Regions from separate parts of the Ovis aries genome. Here region 2 is linked to region 1. A link is a contact called in public Hi-C data. All regions are on one chromosome and are shown on one strand. Each heading gives the region's core, a stretch centred on a gene start, on an enhancer-like site or on the middle of the called end of the contact. The rest is flanking DNA. Distances are from core to core; before and after follow the strand shown.

Region 1 (2,770 bases), core at 44-2,543:
AGTGCGCGGGGGGTAAAACAGAAGCGCCGTCGAAGGCTGGGGCTTACGGGAACGCTCGCCACGGTCATCCCCATTTCGCAGTCCCGGCAAGCGAAGACTCGGAGAGGTTACCCGGCTTGCCAAGGTCACCGCGCTCGCCCGGGCCGAGGGGCGCCCGCGCCGACTTCCGGCTCCCCCTCTCGGCGGCGGGGAGCGCCCGCGGGCTCGGGGCGCCGCTCCCCACGCCGGGCCGGCAGCCGCGAGCCTCGCGCACCCTCCGCGGATGCTCGCCCGGACCGCGCTAACTAGGGCAACTGGGAAACACGGGCAAGCCAAAGTCGCTGCTGCAGCAGTTTCCCTCCGCGACGCAGCCCCCAGCTGGTGCCCGTGACAGCTGCGACCTCCGCCCCCTCCAGCCGCGCGAGGCCGAGGGAGAACTCGGGGAAAGTGGGAGGGGGGAAGAGCGGAGAGAAAGGAGAGCGGGGGGCGGAGGGGGCGCCAGCTGCTCCCGCCCCCTAGGGCCTCAGCGGCCGCGCGGCTCGTGACAGCTGCACCCACCGGGAGGCTCGGCGCCCGCCGTCCGCCACTCACCTGCCGCCGCCGCCTCTGGGCCGCGCTGACGGGCGCCGCGCTCGCCCGCGACCGTGGCGGCGCCGCCGCGGCCTCCGCCGCTGCTCGGGCCGGGAGCCCGCCGCCGCCGCCGCCGCGGCTCTCCGGCCCCCTCCTCCGGAGCCAGGGGGTCCCCCCTCAGGGGGGATGCAGAACGGACCCGACACAGGCTCCGCTGGACGGAGCAACAGGGAACAGGGCGGCCGAGGCGCTGGAGGCCGCGGTCCGGCCGTCTAAGGAGAAGGCTTCGAGAATCGCGTCAGACTCCCGCTCTCCTGGCCTGAAGAACAGGCATTTCAGCCGCTCTCCGCGGCCGCCATGTTCTCCTCCTCCTCCTCCTCCTCCTCCTCCTCCTCCTCCTCCTCCTCGGCTGCCGCCGCCGCCGCCGCCGCCCCCTGCTCGCGGCCCCGCCCCCTTCGCGCCCCGCCCCGCCCCGCCCCGCCGGCTCCCGGCCGCCCCGCCCCGCCCTGCCGCCCGCCGCCCGCCGCCCGCCGCCTGCCGCCCCGCCCGGCGCGCTGCCCCTGAACCCTCAACCTGGCGGAGTCTCCGCGACCCGGCGCCCGCGAGCTCCGACGGCGCGCCCGGGGCAGCCAGTTCCCGCGCCGCGGGGCGGCGGACCGAGGAGCCGCCCCGCGCCCCCTGCCGGCCGCAGGCCCGAGGGAGAGCTGCCGCGGTCCCGCCCCGGCCCGCGTCCTAACGAAGTGTGGGAAAGGAGGCCCTAACTCTTCCCCCTCCCCTCGGGGCGTTCCTTTGACTGCTGCCGGGAAGCCGCCTCGAACCCCAGGGTGCTTTCAGCTAGGCCGCCCGGCCTGCAGCCTCCGGCTGGCCCAATCCCGTCCGGGAAGGTGCGGAGCGGCGAGGGGCGCGGGATAGACCCGGGAGGAGTCGGGTCTGGCCTGTCCCTCCGCGGATTTCTTGTATTACCTCGAGCGAGCCACCTCCGAGGGCCTCGTTTTATATTCTGAAAAATTGGGAGTTGGTTGCCTGGATGATTTCACAGGCTATTAGATAAGGGAAAAGAAAGATCATCTGCTCCCTTCGTTTTACAGATGGAAAAAAAAATGTGACTGGAGCGTCTGGCTGTGCAATTCCATGAATTACCCAAAATGTCTGTCATTGACAGAGCTTTCCCCGCAAAGGGGGTCTACACCTTTTTTCTTTTCGATTCGCTTTTTAAAATTTTTATAATAGAAGTGCTACTTCCCAAAGTAGAGTGTTCCTTGTCACTGGAGAAATCAAACAGGGGCTGAACAGGCTTTATGAGCAGTGATCGCCTTATCACGTGAAAGCACCCCTCACTTCCAGAGGCTGGGATGTAATACCTATTTCTTTCCTCGGGTTGTCCCTAGAATGAATGAGTCGCTGGCTGCGGAGGTGCTTTGTAAAGCAGCTATCCTTTCCTGCACTCCTGTTTCCAGGTAGCTGTCGGCACCTCCCTCAATCCAGTCCTGCTGTTGCTGTCTCCCAGCGTTTTCTGCTGTTTCTCTCTCAGTAAAAGCAACCTCTAGAAATCCTTTTACACCCCTTCTCCTAACTGAAATCTGACTTTGCATTGAAAACACCAACCTCCTCGACACCTCTCTGAGTCAGTGAGCCATTCCTTCCAGAGGCAGGTACTCCATCCTGCGATCATTCGCTGCCGTGCCCTCGATCGGATCCTGCTCGTAAAGGAACCTTTAGCCCACACCCCACATTCATCTTAGGCTCATTTCATTCTTATTCCTGGAGCTCTAGGTGCATTTCATTAGTTCTTGCTCTCACCTGGTTTTGCAGAACATCTCGCCACCTGCAGAGTCCGCAATAATCGCTGAAAATACCCAGAGCTATGTATCTCTTATTCGCCAGGTTAATCTGCTTGTGTAGGACATACCTCCCAGTCTGGTCCAATCCAAACTGTGTGAAGTCTACAAAGGCACCGCTTGTGTAGGTAATCCTGTCTCCTGGCGGGGCTACTCTTACTGCACATTGCCAGATCCAGATTCAGTGCCCCTCCCCACCACCACCCCCATTATAGGGCCTTGCTTGATACTGCAAAGTCCTCCGTTTGGGAACTCTATTCTCCTCCCCTCCCTATCCTCTACACTATTCTCCTCTCTCTTTGCCTGTTTTCTGAACAGGCAGTTCAGAAACAGTGCTAGTCCTTCACTAGCACTCTTCTTTGCTGCTGCTTTTCCACAGACCC
Region 2 (3,136 bases), core at 19-2,518, 240 kb before region 1:
ATTTCCTCCATTTTTTCAGATGAAGCAATCAAGGCAGAGAAAAGTGAAATAACTTGGCCAAGGCCACAATATTTATAATGACACTGCCAGACTCAAACCCAGGTCTAACCAACATCGGTCACTGCCTGGCAAGGCCCCTTCCACTGGAGTAATGCGGGAAATGGCCCCCCAAAAGTTCTGAGAAGAAAAGAAGGCTCATTGGCTAGAACTGCAGCTCTGAATACGAACATTTGTATACTATTGCATGCAACCTACTGGTCGAAAAAGGGAAAAGAGCTTAGAAATAAAAGTCATTTTTCCTGCTCCAATGATCTCAGCTGCCTTTAAGTCTTCCATGTTAGTTTTGTTCATCATCCTACTCCCAAACTTCGGGTTAGAGGAGAAACGGGCTTTCAGCCTGAGAATTATTTTGAGGAGCAGTAGTTAAATGTGAACCTTTGAATACCTCCGCGAGACTCGCCGTCTTGTCTTAACGTATTTGCCAGCTCCATCTCCTCCTCAGATTTTCAAAGGCCTTCCTAGAAAAGTTGTCCATGCACCAGTAACTGAGTTATCCTTGCGGGCAAAAGAAAATGGCAAGAACGTATTCACACTCACGACAAACCCACAGGGCCAGCTCACACAACGCAGACACGCACCCCTGAGCCCCGACACCCCAAGCGTATTCGCTAGGATGCCCCTTCCCTGACCCGCCCGGCCCATCCCCAGGTGCGAGTCGGTGTCTACCTCCCGGTCCCTGCGCGCTGCCCCGGCACCACGCCTCTGGATCCCCTCTCTGGGTTTCCTCGCACACGGAAGGGGCTGCTAAGAGGCCTCTCAGCCTTCCACCCTGGTCAGAGCCCCGTCCGCCACTGGGTCTGGCTTTCCCTTTATTACCTCTCCTCTTGCTCACTCTAGCCAAGGCTAAGAATTCCCGCCATCCTCGGCTACAAAAATCAAGCCGAGTCCCAGCGTGCTTTGCGCTCCCGCCGTACAAAAACATGGCGGCGCTCAGGGCCCCTCCCTGATCCCGGCATGCACCGCGGGATAGGCCCGGCCTTTCAGCTGAGCAGGAAGATGGCGGCCTCTGGCGGAGAACCGCAGATCCTAGTACAGTACTTGGTGTTACGAAAGGATCTATCACAGCCTCCGTTTTCCTGGCCAGCAGGCGCAGTGGTCGCACAGGCCTGTCACGCAGCCACCGCGGCCTTGCACCTTCACCGCGACCATCCGCACACAGCCGCTTACCTCCGTGAGCTTGAGCGCATGCGCAAGGTGGTCCTCGAGGTGAGGCACTAGGAAGAGGGGGTGGGACCTTGAGAACGTTGGGTCGGAAGTGGGTGTAGTTTTGAGTCCAGGCGCCTAACTTCACGGAGTGGGTGTGGCATTAGTGTGTATGTATGTTGGCGGGGGGGGGGGGGGGCGCATAGCATCATGGGGTGGGTGTGGCGTGTGTGTGTTTGTGTGGAAACGGTTCTGGGGCTTGAGCTACTGCCCAGCGAGCCTTAGCTAGACGGGGCGGGGCCTGACGGTGTGAAGAGTGGACACCCGGCCGGTTATAAATGCTTTCCGCGCCGCTCCGGTCTCACCTGCGTCCCTCTTAAATAGATGCCTGTGAGGGCGGAGGGGTTTCTACCTGTCTTTCTACCTGAGTGCTGTGCTGGCCTTTTAATGGCTGTGCCGAAAAGTACAGTCCTTATCCCTCTCCAGAAAACCGATTCAGAAGGGTAGGGACTCAGGGTTCCTTATTGCAAGTGAAATCAAACTGAAGCATTTACCTGGGTCTGACCCCAAAATTTGAAAATAAATGTGAACCCTAGTGTGATTTGAACGTAGCATCAGAGGTAAGGTTCTTTTTACAGGTGGCCAAACAGATCTTACCCTTACCTTCTGTCAATTCTGCCTCTAGAAATGTATCTTAAGAAAATAACAAGATGCACCCAAAGAGCTTTGCACAAAGATACTCATAGGGACGTTTTATAATAGTAAAAAATGTGGAAATCATTAAATTTCCAATACGATGAGTTGGCTAAACTTTGGCCCTGATAATGGATTATTATGAAACTAGTCTAAGTCGTGTTTTTGAAGTACATTTAGCTGGCGTGGAAGAGTGCTCATGACGTGATGCTCATTGAACTATATTCTACATACAAAATGATCCAGATTATGAAAGGAAAAACTAAATACATCCAAATATTAAACAGTGGAATTTTGTATTTTTTAGTAATGCTTCTCTCTCTCTGTTTTTACTTTTCTACATTAAGCACATATTTTATAATGAAAAAATGATTGCTTTCATTTTAAAGCAGCTTTCTTCTCATAAAATTTATCTTAATAACTGACTTGGAGGGTTGGGGTAATTCCTTCTTGACCAGCTGGCAAAAGCATTATTTTTCAAGAGAAAACTTGCTGTTGAGTGTTGAAACATCAAATAGTAACCTGCAGGGAGAAGTCCTGAGAATCTGTAAGGAAGAAAAGAAATAGATAGTCTTTCCTTTGGATTCTTTTTATAGGACTTTTATAGGAAGACTTCAAGAAATCATGTGGTTTGGACATCTCCCTCTCTCTTGCTTTTAGCAGATAAAATATTTACCCCTTTTCTCAGATGAGACATCTGAAGCCCAGAGATTAAGTGACTCCTCTGAATTTAAAAGACATGTCATGAGTCTCTTGTTAGCTGTGACTCAAGAAAGGGACTTAGGAATCACCACTGATTAAATAAAGGTGCTCCTGTAGCCACAAAGACCAATAAGATATAAGACAATGCCATGATTAATTCCATTCACTGAGAGCTTACTGTGTTCCAGACACAGATCTGAGCCTAATTTCACTGAATCTCATTACTACTAGGAAGCATTATCATCCCATTTTACAGGGGGGAAACAAAGGTTCAGCTAAGCCACACAACGTATCAGAGATCATACAACGAGTAAGGGGTGCAAAGTTAAAGTGTTAGTTGCTCAGCTGTGTCCAACTCTTTGTGACCCCATGGACTGTAGCTCACCAGGTTCCTCTGTCCATGGAATTATCTGGGCAAGAATACTGGAGTGGGCAGCCATTCTCTTCTCCAGGAGATCTTCTCAACCCAGGGATCAAACTCAGGTCTCCTGCATTGCAGGCAGATTCTTTGCCATCTGAGCCACCAGAGAAGCCCAGT

What was found. Hi-C and Micro-C count contacts between places; a contact is called where the count stands out from the background.
Region 2: a contact with region 1 is called in a Hi-C map of liver, with 2.8 times the contacts expected there. The contact joins the promoter of CENPO here to the promoter of NCOA1 in region 1. A contact is called at or near these places in 3 of 16 Hi-C or Micro-C datasets (hypothalamus, liver and muscle).

What each region holds. Positions count from the first base shown.
Region 1 is chr3:32,062,267-32,065,036 of ARS-UI_Ramb_v3.0, reverse strand. NCOA1 (nuclear receptor coactivator 1) reads right to left here and starts at 1,293. Exons shown (of 22, transcript XM_060411940.1): 1 at 1,123-1,293.
Region 2 is chr3:32,297,319-32,300,454 of ARS-UI_Ramb_v3.0, reverse strand. It overlaps CENPO (centromere protein O), which reads right to left and starts at 1,268. Exons shown (of 8, transcript XM_012165894.5): 1 at 1,228-1,268; 2 at 446-555. The coding sequence starts at 491. It overlaps PTRHD1 (peptidyl-tRNA hydrolase domain containing 1), which reads left to right and starts at 1,002. Exons shown (of 2, transcript XM_015094251.3): 1 at 1,002-1,266. The coding sequence starts at 1,015.